Regions from separate parts of the Sus scrofa genome. Here all the other regions are linked to region 3. A link is a contact called in public Hi-C data. All regions are on one chromosome and are shown on one strand. The core of a region is the stretch at or near the end of the contact, and the rest is flanking DNA. Distances in the headings are between cores, read along the strand shown. Region 1 has its middle 93 kb from the start of PDE3A. Region 2 overlaps LOC106510350 (a long non-coding RNA gene). Region 3 has its middle 450 kb from the start of PDE3A.

Evidence for each region. Hi-C and Micro-C count contacts between places; a contact is called where the count stands out from the background.
Region 1: a Hi-C map of heart right ventricle shows a contact between it and region 3, with 7 times the contacts expected there. A contact is called at or near these places in 3 of 47 Hi-C or Micro-C datasets (heart right ventricle, liver and skeletal muscle).
Region 2: a contact with region 3 is called in a Hi-C map of fetal heart ventricle, with 2.1 times the contacts expected there. A contact is called at or near these places in 4 of 47 Hi-C or Micro-C datasets (embryonic fibroblasts, fetal heart ventricle and liver).

Annotation. Positions count from the first base shown.
Region 1 is chr5:52,829,061-52,833,326 of Sscrofa11.1, reverse strand. No RefSeq gene overlaps it. Among named protein-coding and RNA genes, the nearest start is that of PDE3A, 93 kb to the right of the region's middle.
Region 2 is chr5:52,884,260-52,888,615 of Sscrofa11.1, reverse strand. LOC106510350 (a long non-coding RNA gene) reads left to right here. Exons shown (of 4, transcript XR_001308778.2): 2 at 4,095-4,338. Among named protein-coding and RNA genes, the nearest start is that of PDE3A, 150 kb to the right of the region's middle.
Region 3 is chr5:53,185,820-53,189,870 of Sscrofa11.1, reverse strand. No RefSeq gene overlaps it. Among named protein-coding and RNA genes, the nearest start is that of PDE3A, 450 kb to the right of the region's middle.

The DNA of each region.
Region 1 (4,266 bases), core at 1,702-4,201, 360 kb after region 3:
ACAACATTTTCCAGTGATGGAAATTGAAAAAGCTGCTGCTGCCTTTTTTTTCTTTTTTTCTTTTTAAGACCACATCTGTGGCATATGGAAGTTCCTGGGCTAGAGATCGAATCCGAGTTGCAGCTGCCAGCCTACACCACAGGCACAGCAATGCCAGATCCTTAACCCACTGAGAGAGGCCAGGGGTTGAACCTGCATCTTCACAGAGAACTATGTTGAATACTTAACTCACTGAGCCACAATAGGAACTCAGAAAGCTTCTTAGCTTGGAGAATTAAAAAAGAACTTTTCTCTATGAGGGTTGTGGGTTTAATTGTGAATTCACAGAGAAGAAACAAAGTTTCAAATACATACTCTTAGCATTAATTGTCTCTAAGCCATGCATTTTATGGGTAAAGCAATGTAAGAATCTGCATTATCTTTGTAGTCCTTTGCTTATAATGTCCCAGTGAATAACACGAAATATTTATGTGTGTTGAGCTAATATATAAACTAATTTTATAATTTGTCATAAGTTCAATACCTTGAACAAGAACTTGTTGACTCTCCTTTTCCTTTTTTTTTTTTTTTTTTTTTTGCTGACAATTCAAATGTATCTTAAGGAAATACATGTTTGTTTAATTAATGATATTCTCTCAAGCCACTATTTTTTAAATTATACATTAATTTTAATATCTACTGAAAGAAGTTTGGAGGAAAGAATAGGTGGATGGGTATATTCAAATTTTTCAATACTAGAAGGCATTTGAAGCTGATTTGCAATTAGACTTGTCCTGCATGCACCCCATGAAATAGGTCCAGGACTAGTATAGGTAGACATAATAAGTAGACAGATAATGGCATTATTTTAAGGGGGAAAATATCCTAAGCATTAGAAGATGGGACAGTCTTCTTCTAAATGCAAAATTTTCCATGAGTGGAACTGTTACAGCAGTTAGGCAATCAGTCAGCAGAGATGACACAGAAAGATCTAATATTTCCCCTTCATGGGGCTGTTGGCATGGAGGAAGATGATTTGTCAAGACCTACGAAGCTAGCAGACTCCAAAATATAGGGACACTGAATCCTTCTGAAGATGAAGTCCACATTATACTTAGGCCTTCTAAGAAATGATCCACGGTATTAAATTATGTTGGGAGTGTCTTGTTGATTATGGCCTCTCACAAAGGACTCAGTTGAGGGTATAAATCTCCTTAAAACATCAGTGTAGAATGGGACTCAGATAAAACAAGTTGTCATCTCTCTGCAGCCTATTAAAATTAATGAGCTCATGGAATGACTGAAATTTTCTATAATTGATAAAGAGTATTGAATAAAAAAGAGCTGAATTAGAACAGATATATCAGGGTTTATTCAACATTGTAAATGAGAGGAAAGAATGTATCAAGTTTTGCTATGTTTCAAGCTCATTTAAGGGTAAAACCATATCGGATTTGTAGTTAAACTCAAGCACAGGACTACAGATTGCACAAACAGATCTCTGAGTAGTTTTCTTTTAATTAAAGTATAGTTGATTTACAATGTTGTCCTAATTTCTGTTGTACAGCCAAGTTATATACATATAGACATTCTTTTTTATATTCTTTTCCATTATGGCCTATCCCAAGAGACTGAATATAGTTCCCTATGCTATACAGTGGAACCTCATTGCCTATCCATTCTAAATGTAGTAGTTTTCATGGATAGATGGATTTTTTAAAAGGCCTCCCCTTTGAGCAGATGAATTGGACAAAAGTGCCCCATTCTGGGCTCACAGTCCCACAGGGAACAGCTTGGTAAACAAAACTCCAGCCAGATTTCAGGCCCTAAATGTCAGTTGTCCCACACTTTTGGGGATTGGCTTGTATGGAATAAATTAATGAGAAAGTGAATAAATAAGTAAAAGAAAAAATAGACGATTTTAATTGTCTTTTATAGTTTCTAAAAAGAAGCAACACTCTAAGTTTTAGGATAAGTGTCCCAGAAGCCTACAAAAATCAGTTTTCTCTGACTCCGTGAACATCAGAAAACTTTCTGATTCATTGTTTGGTTTTCCCTTACCCTGATCATGGGAGTCCTATAAAAGCAAGCATAAGCCTACAGGTTGCTGTACAGTTGTATTCTATAGAAACATGAATGTTTTTCTCTCTGTCTTTTCTGTGGATTTCAGGAGGTCACTGCCTCCCTCATGACTACAACACATTAGGCATTGCAACATTCCATAAAATGTCTTAAGTAAATATAGGCAATGATTAAAGCAGGTGTTTGAGAATTTGGTTAATGCCATCCATCCCCCACAGACTAAACACCTGTGATTGCTACCTTGTGGGGTTCTACCTGGAAACATCATCTGAGAAATGCTTTGCAGCAAGGAGAAGTCTTGCCTATCAAAAACTGCATAAGGAGGCGTTCCCGCTGTGGCACTAGGGGACTGACAGTGTTCAGCACCAGGACATAGGTTCAATCCCCATCTGGCACAATGAGGTAAAGGATCTGGCGTAGGTCATAATTGCAACTGCAGAAGGAATTCTAGAATCTGAGTGAATAGCATAAATGATATTAAAAAAAGAAAAAACATGCACTGAAGTTAAAGTTCATTACCCAAAATCATAACATGTTAGTTTCCTAATCTCTGTCTCCAACTGAGGAATGGCAGAGCAAAAGCAAAAAAAAAAAAAAAAAAAAAATGTGTGTATTTCTGTAGTCAATTGCAGAAATCCTTTCATGGTGACTTGGCACCCCTGTGGTGCTTCAAGGAGGGAAGTAGGAAGTAATCAAGCTGCCTCATGATAAGTACTTGCTCAAAGGAGAATGCCGCTAATCATAACCCTTTTAGAGGTCAGGGCTAATATTAAGCTGGTGCAAACTTCATTCCAGTCCCAGTTGGTCCCAGAATGGCCAGGTCTATTCTGACAGGCTAATGTCTGTACCATGCCAGTTGATAAACATGTTGAATAACACCCCTGCCACAGGGTCTGGTTCCTCCTCTTCAACACCCTCTGCAGCAGCTCCCACTTTGGTGCTATCATACCTTCATCCTAGACTTAGCTTTAACTTCTCAACAACATTCCACACCCGGCCCAAGGTTACCAAAAGCACAAATAACACCTTGGGTAGCATGCTGTCCTAAACAGAATCTTTCCATGCTGCTACTTTCCAGCTGTGGAAACTTGGGCAGCTAATTAGCCTCACTTTTCCTGAGTTTCCTTATTTTTTAAACAGCTTTATTGAGATACATTCGTATACCATATGTAATAGGTTTCCCCAGAGAAAAGAACCAACAGGATGTGTGTGTGTGTGTGTGTGTGGAGAGAGAAAAAAGAGAGATTGATTTTAAGGACTTGGCTCATGTGATTGTGGAGGTTTGGCAAATCTAAAATATGCAGAGCCCAAGAACCAGGGAAGAGTTGCCGTTTTAAGGCGGCCAGAATCCCTTCTTGCTTTCAGAGGTTAGTCTTCTTCTATTAAGGCCTTCAGCTAATGGGATGAGGCAAATCCACATTATGGGCAGGAAACTGCTTTAGTCAAAATCTACTGATTTGAGTTAATCTCATTTATGAAATACCTTCACAAAAATCTCTATGAATGTTTTACCAGCTGTCTGGGTACCATGACCTAGCAAAGTTGACATGTAAAGGTAACCATCACACCAGAAAATTCACCCATTTAAACTATATGGCTTTTAGTATCGTCACAGATCAGCTATCATCACAGACAATTTAAGAACATTTTCCATCAGCCTCAAAAAGAAACCATACCCTTTAGATACCATCCATTTATCTTCCTATTTCTTCTAGCTCCAAGCAACCTCTAATCTACTTGTGTTTCTATAGATTTGCCCACAAATGTCATATGAATGGAATCATATAATATGTGGCCTCTTATGACTGGCTTCTTTCACTTAGCATAATATTTCCAAGAGTCATCCATGCTGTAACATGTATCAGCACCTCAGTCCTCTTTATAGCCAAATAATATTCTATCATAAAGATATAGTACTTTTTGTTTTTCCATTGATCTGTTGATGGATGTTTGGGTTATTTCCATTTGGGGGCTATAATGAATACTGCTGCTATAAACATTATGATGAATACTGCTGCTATAAACAAGTTTTTATGTAGCCATATGTTTTTATTTCTCTTGCATGTATACCTAGGAGTAGAATTGCCAGATCACATAATAAATAACTTTATGTTTACTCAAAGAACTGCCAGACTATTTCCCAAAGTGGCTGTATCATTTCATATTCCCATGAGCAGAATATAAGAGTTCTGATTTCACCATGTC
Region 2 (4,356 bases), core at 1,521-4,020, 300 kb after region 3:
CAACATCACTGATTATTTGAGAAATGCAAATCAAAACTATTATGTGGTACCACCTCACACCAGTCAGAATGTCCATCACTAATAAGTCCACAAATAACAAATGCTGGAGGGAGTGTGGAGAAAAGGGAACCCTCCTGCACTGTTGGTGGGAATGTAAGCTGGTACAACCACTATGGAAAACAGTATGGGGATACCTTAGAAATCCATACATAGAACTACCATATGAGCCAGTAATCACACTCTTGGGCATATATCCAGACAAACCTTTCCTTGAAAAAAACATGTACCTGCATGTTCATTGCAACTCTATTCACAATAGCATGGAAACAACCCAAATGTCCATTGACAGATGATTGGATTAGGAAGATGTGGTATGTATACACAATGGAATACTACTCAGCCATGAAAAAGAATGAAATAATGCCATTTGCAGCAACATGGATGGAACTAGAGACTCTCATACTGAGTGAAGTAAGTCGGAAAGAGAAAGGCAAATACCATATGATATCACTTATATCTGGAATCCAATATAAGGCACAAATTAACCTTTCCACAGAAAAGAAAATCATGGACTTGCAGAATAGATTTATGGTTGCCAAGGGGGAGGAGGAGGGAGTGGGGATACTAGGGGAGCTTGGGGCTAACAGATACAAACTATCGCCTTTGGAACAGATTGGCAAAGAGATCCTGCTGTGTAGCACTGGACACTATGTCCAGTCACTTATGATGATGGAGCATGATAACGTGCGAAAATAGCATGTGTACATGTATGTGTAAGTGGGTTACCATGCTGTACAGTAGAAAAAAAACTGTATTGGGGAAATAACTATTCAAAAAAAAAAGAGTTGGGCCAATGACTCAAGTTCTTCAAATACCTATCATCTTCAAAATGTTTAATGTGTAATTTGTATAGTTATTATAAAGAACAGGTGTTAGCTGCGAAGTATATGACATGGTAGGGGTAGTTATATTACTACTAGCAATAAGCGCTATTAGAGTTAAAATTCAAAACTATACTTGATTCCAAATACATATGACACAAGCCTTAATCAGAATGTTGCAGCCCCTGGGACTGCAGTGGGTATGTAACTCATTCTGAGTTGACCAGTTAACTTTGAGACTTACATGGGAGATAAGATCAAACAATCTTTTTCTGATAGATGTAGAGCAATGAGAATGTGAACCTAGAAATCTTTGTCATCTTTTGCCACCATGTAGCATGAACTAGTCAAGAAGTAAAGCTAAATTCAAGGATAGCAGAGTCAAGAAAGTAATGGTAAGCCCTAGTTCAACTGGGCTTGAATGAAGTCGGCTGTAACTACGAATTTTTTTTCGGTAAAGGAGCTAAGTAATATAATAACCACAATAAGAAAAATAAATTTCTTGAGAGTTCCCATCATGGCTCAGTGGAAACAAATCTGACTAGTATCAATGAAGACTTGGATCTGCTGTGGCTGTGGCTGTGGCTGTGTCTGTGGCATAGTGCAGCAGCTACGACTCTGATTCTACTTCTAGCCTGGGAACCACCATATGCTGTGAGTGCGGCCCTAAAAAAAGACAAATAAAGACTAAAAATAAACAAATTTTCTTTTGGCTTAACTCACCTGGAATTGTTTTCATTCACTTGTCTCCAAGAGTACTGAATAATAAAATTGGAATTAGCAAAATAGACACTCCCTTTGGAATAGCAATTATGTAGGGATGGGAGGGATTGTAATCAATAAGGGGAAAGGACAATATTAGGAAGTAGAAACAGTGTACATAGGTCACTTGTTCTATAAGATGGGCTATTTAAAAACTATTTTTAGAGAGTTTCTGTTGTGGCTCAACTAGTGGATACCCAACTAGTATCCATGAGGATACAAGTTCAATCCCTGGCCTCGCTCAGTGGGTTAAGCCTCCCACATTGAGCTGCAGCATACTTCACAGATGTGGCTCAGATCCCAAGTTGCTGTGGCTGTGGTGTAGACCTACAGCTGCAGCTCCGATTTGATCCCTAGCCAGGGAACCTCTATATACCCCAGGTGTGGCCCTAAAAAGAAAAAATAATTTTTTTTAAGTTAAAAAATATTTTTAAGGAGAAGGTTCAGTAGCTAGAGTGCAGACAGAGTTGAGGAAGTATTCGTTTCAAAGATGGGAGAGACTTGAGCATGTTTATAGACTAAGGGAAAGATGCCAGTGAAAAGGAAAAGGTTGACAGTACTGAGAAGAGAAGGGATAATTAATGGAGGAAAGTCCAGGCAGAGACAGGATATGATGAATATTTCTGTTGCCACGAAATCTCTAGTAAGGTCTAGTGTCTGCTCAGATGGTAAATTTGACTAAATATGTCCAATTCTTTTATTTAAATTTTTTTTTACTTCTTCAGCATGTCTAAATATATATTTTTTATATCTTCTCTTATCTCTCTTCTTTTCTAAATCATATGAAGCCTTAGAACATCCCACTCTCCCACCGAAAACAAACATGCCAATAAACAGAAATAAAAGTCCCTCTTCAAACTGGCAGAGACTTTCACAGCCAAAGGAACCCCAGGATAACCGAAGGAATCTCAGCAGAGTCATTTTGTAGGTTTTTAGGTTCTGCTCTACTTTTTTTTTTTTTGTCTCTAATTTTGTACAAGCTGATGCACAGAAACAATGGGGAAGAGGATTACGTCAAATGTATGAAAGAAATGGCAGGAATCCAATGGGAAAGACATGCCCTCTGCATTTGGCAGCAGGAGTGCGGGGAGGCAGTGGCTTTGTAAAGTGATGAGTCACACTTGAACAGATGCTCTGGAAGGAATTAGTTCAAGAGAAGGCTGGAGAGCTCCCGGACGTGTATGAGTGCCTTGGGCCATTAGCAATATGTGTGTGATCACAGAGAGACAAGGAAACCCTGAGAGCCTCAGACCTTCTTTTTGGAACCAGCGCAGAAAAGGATCCTTGTTTCTTGTGCCTCTGTGCTGGGTGGAAAACCACAGCCCTTCTGTGCTAGTGAGAGAGTATGTCATCAGCACTACTTTTAGAAAACTTTATCTTGATCTAGTGTCTATAATACAGATTTTAAATATGGTAACTAGATAAAGCAAGCCAAGACTATGAGGAAAAGATTAATCAAAAGTCACCTGGGCCACAAAATCAATGAGCTTGAGAAAACCTGGGTGAGAGATGGAGGAGAGAAGAGAAAACTTTTTCTTTAACTCAGAATTAACCACTGAAAAACAAGGAAGAATCTGAGCTTCAGCAATTGACTAGCATAGAGACAAACCCGAAAATGATAGCCAGGCCAAAAACAAAACCCAATTTAAATATTAAACTTACCTTTTGAACATTATAAACACCGAATTCTATGTGTGCCATCAAAAGTTTCCATTTCTTGTGCTAGTAAACTGTGCAAGATTTAGTGCCTTGAGTGGAGAAGAGCTATCTTTTTGCAGTAATATTCAAAATAAATAAATATAGATATCTATAGACATAAATAACAGCTATTATGATTCTATTTGTAGCACTGTTTCATGGTAATCATATACCTTTGAACAGCAGTAATAAAATTCCAGTCTTACAACAATCAATCACCTTTTGATCTTGTGGTATAGAATAATATAACTCTTTGTTATACTCTTGAATGTTCAGATTTGACCAGACAATAAAATATCATTAGTCTTTTGTAGGTTAAATTATCAAAAGGTGACCTAAATCCCCACAAATTGGTTTTTTAAGTGAAGTCCCATGAAATCAATATAATTCTGTGGTAGAAAATACAGCTGAATTTGTTAATTGGTTCATAAAGTATCATTTTGTTTCTAAAGCATTAAATGAGAGGTCAAGAAAGAGAATTGGTTTCAGGCCAGCTAGAATGGATAAAGAACTGTTAGGATAGAGGCTGTTGATTGAGGGCATCAGAACACAGCTTCGGAGTGTGCCAAAACAGGAGCTGTTGTAATATAAAGCTTAGTTTTTTTTTATTTCAAAATACCAAAAGTTCTTAAGAGGAGAGAGGAGAGAGAACACTTCTTGTTCTGGGAACCCTAGGTGAAGGCACAAAGCCTGTACAACCCAACTGTGATAAAATGAATTGACCTTTCCATTATTTCACTTGCATTTGCTTAGGAGAATAACCTTGACCCTGGATTACTGTGGAATTGGACTGAAGTCTCTGCAAACTGTCAACATCTCCATCATATGACTAGAATGATGTCAGTAGAGCCAGTGGTCTGAGGCCAGCCGTGAACAGTGAAGGGATGTCCTTTAACCGCACTGCAAGTTAGGGGGATTGTTTGGCTTTGACTTTCAAAAATCGCCAGAGAAGAATGTTCTTTGTCTCAGGCTGTTTGAAAGGAGCTGGAAGCTGTAGGTAGGTGAGAGCTGATTG
Region 3 (4,051 bases), core at 746-3,245:
AAGCATTCTGAATTTTACATTCAAAATTCATACCTAGTCAAGAACTAGGAGATCCTTATATAACAGGTGTCCATGAAAACAATATCATTAATTTCTACTAATTCTTTTTCCTATGAGGGAGAAAAACAAAATTAGTTTTCCCTTTAACTAGGTACGCCTTTGACTTATTCATTGCCTACAATGATATTTTGGTAATCCCCTAGGAAAAGAAAACATCATCATAAACTCTGCCAATCACAGCTCTGTCTTTTTTGTTTCAGCCTCTTCCTTTTTATCCTACATTTGCCCCTTCCATGTATTCTAATCACAGTGTTTATCTAGGCTGCAGGGTCACATTCATTTACACGTGGACTTACCCTCACACAAACGTGTCATCCATTTATGAATAGTTCTAGGAAACGCATAACTACTTGCACAGATACATAGATAACACACCGTGATTGAATGAAGGAGAAAGCAGCCAGTATGATGAGAGGATGCAGTGGTTTGTAAATGGGAAAGTTAGAGTAGGTCCAAAGGAACCCATGTCTATCCCTCCTCTTAGAACTGAGTCCTCTCTTGGCCTCCATGTTTTATTGTTTTAACATCACATTCACCGTAATCTATTTTGTATTGAAGTTCTATTTACACCTTTCTTTCTTTAATGCAAAGGTGATTTTATAGGTCTGTGCTGTCCAATATGGTAACCACTAGTCACATGTGGCCATTGACACTTGGAATATGGCTAGTCCAAACTCAACAGGCTGTGAGCCTAAAATATACTCCAGATTTTGAAGAAAAAAAGAATATCATATGGTCATTAATAATTTCTATATTGAACACATGTTGAAATGATAATTTTTTATAGTTGCAGTTAAAACTATATTACTTAAATTTACCTTTTACTTTTTACTTTTTAAAATATAGCTACTAGAAGAATTAAAAGTACACCTTTGCATTCACTCATGGCTCACATATTTCTGCTGAGTGCTATGACACATGGCGGTGATTATGCAGTTTTCAAACTTGCATAAAATGTTGAATGAAGCTTTCAGGCAGTTGATGATAAATATTTGTAGAAATTGAGGAAGGAGGTGAAGAGCTTGGTGATAGTAAATGAGTGAATGCGTGATGAGTAGCTCAAAGATTTTTGGTTAATTGAGAGGGTTGAAATTTGCTGCAAGATACTCAAGAAGCTAGGTATTATTAGTTAGAATGAAGACATGGAGGCAGAAACTTTATTACAAACAAAGGTATGGGTTGATAGGAAATATGTGATAAGAGAATCAACAAATATTTACTGAGGCCCTATTAGATGCCAAGTCCTGTTTTAAGCATGAGTGATATAAAAATGATTCTGGTATTTTACTGTACCCACCTTCCAGGAGCCAGGGTGAGGGTGGAAAGGCATACAGTTAATTATTGTCCAACCAGGCTCCTCATCAAAGCAGTCCACCTTTGCTATAATGCCATGCAGAGAATCCAAGCTAAGTTTTAGAAAATCCTTGGGCAGCCAAATGGCAATGAGATGAAAGTTTAATCATGTGAATGGGAGGTACGAGCCCCACAGAGGTTGTCCCGAAGTTCTTACTGTTTGTTTTGCTTGGAAGAGTTCCATGGGTAACAGGCTTGAAACAGAAGGGAGTTCTGGAAGTATTATCTGTGAGAGTTTTTAACTAACTGTTTATCAACCACACTTATGGAAACAGAAAATGTGTGAAGTGTGGATGACTAAGTGTGCATTTTAAGCGTTGGCTGAACTTCTAACTGCCTAACAACGGGAAAACAAGTACCTGGAGGATGTGCCAGGCATTCTCTCTGCATGCTTTGTTTAGGTTTCCTTGGTTTTGTTTGAGAGAAGAACCAATTTTCAAGTTAAAAGCAGGTGCATCAACATGTTCTGAGCAATTGCTGTGCATGTCGTAACCCAACTGACTGCATCCCTGTTACACTTTCCAGCAGCAAAGGTGATGCCCTCACTTGTGTACCAGGCAACGACTGCATCATTATCTTGCTCAGTTTTATGCCCTTTCTAGGTGCAACGTTCCATTTGGTGACATTTCCAAAGCAGTGTGTAGGCAACTTGTTCATGTGATACTCATTAAAGTCACACGGCTAACATTTCTGCCCACTTCTTTTGTGAGAACTAGATAGAGAAAAACACTTTGCCTTCTTTCAGAAGAGACATAAAGCAGAGATCTGGACCACTTATGAATATTGCAACACCTCTGTGGTCTCATGTTAGGGGTGGTATATTGTCTGCAGTGTCCTGGAAAATCTAACATTGCCTAAACAATGCTCACAAAGAGTTTTTCTTTTGAATTCACAGTTCTGAATCCAGAACCGTGATCCCATATAGAGAGTGATAGACCAGATGAGTGAAATTCTTATTTGCCTGATTCACAGAGTTACTATGAGTATATTTCCAATTTAACAAAAACATTTTTATTGCTTTCCATATACTTTTTCACTTAACTCATGTGATTCTCAGGAAAATACTATAAAAGACAGGGTATAGTATATCCATTTAATGAAAGAAGAAACAAACTGAGCCCCAGAGACATGAAATAATGACCCATTGCTGCCCAGGGAAATTGTGAATTTCTAATTTGATCTCAGGATTTGGACACTAAAGCTAATGCCTTTTTTCTGCATCATGTAACCAGTCACTAACTGCAGGTGAAGGAGGGCCTGTTAGATAAATCTCAACCCATGTCAACCCTGACATTCACTTTCTCAGTGACCTGAATATGTCATTTAACTTTTCGAATCGATTAAAAGAGAGAAAACAAGTTGCTCCTTTCACTGAAGAGGGCAACATTAGAAATTTATCTATTTGTAAATAAGGAATATAATGACTAGAATATATCTCTGAAAAAAATTCAGGAACAATAACAATATGCAAAGTGACTTAAGGTAATAAAGATTTTTCTTTTCTGCAAGAAAATACACATGCACATACACATCTTGCTCTTTGAATCTGATAGAATCTTATATATATATATATATATATATTTTTTATAACTTAAATGCTTGAGCAAAGAAAAATAAATTATTCTGAATTTTCTCTAGAAAGCATCTAAAAGCTACAAAACCTCTACAAAATTCTCATTCCCCAAAATGGCTCCAAATAGTTGACTCTTGCCTTTGGCACCTTTCTAATTTCTATTTTAGTTGCCCTTGTTCTAGCTGGAATTTGTGTCCCAAGCAACTGATAACTGTGTGTCTAAATTTTTGTGAATCTTTTTCTCATGGAAAAGTAATATACCACTCAGGTGTCATTAGTTAATAAAGAGTTTATAAGTAGAGTTTGCAATTAAGTAAAATATTTAGATCTGAACCAAAAATATGGTTAAAAAATCCAGTAAACACTTAGTACATTAAAAAAAAAATTAGGCTCTGATATGATAAGCCTCTGGGAAACAGAGACATGTAAACCATGGATCCTGCACTACGTAGGTCAAAGAGTTGTGGGTAGAGAAAAATAAAAACAAACACTCTATGGTAAACGTAAAAGACATAGCTGAGAAGAGGTAGTAATTAATTAGGGAAGGTTGACAGGGTTGATCAAAGATTTTACAAAAGTCTCGTTTAAACCACATTTTGAAAGATAATTTCAAGACAAGAATTCCAGATGTAGAGAAATAATGGACAAAAGCACTAAAATCGAATATAGCGTTTGGATGTAAATCTCTCATAACTTCAGTGACCTGATTCTTGTGAAGGAGCTCTTTTGGGGGAAGATTGTGTTTTTGCTTCTCCTCGAGGCCCCTCAGACTGTTTTTGACTAGCAAATGGGATAGTCCAAAATATTTTGCAATGTTTGATTGGAATTTTATATTGCTAAATTTGTTTCTATTTAAGCATTATCAATGCACACTTACTGAGTTTGTGTAATAAATGGTGTTCCAAAACAGGAATTAGTCTTGATTAGATATTCTTTATGATGTTGCTATTGAAGTCACCAAAATATTTTTAGAAAAGCTCTTAAAGATAAATTTATTAGAAATCACTGCAGTTAGATTGAATATCACTTTGACAAACCTTAGCAGTGACTCTGAAGTGGGAGTCA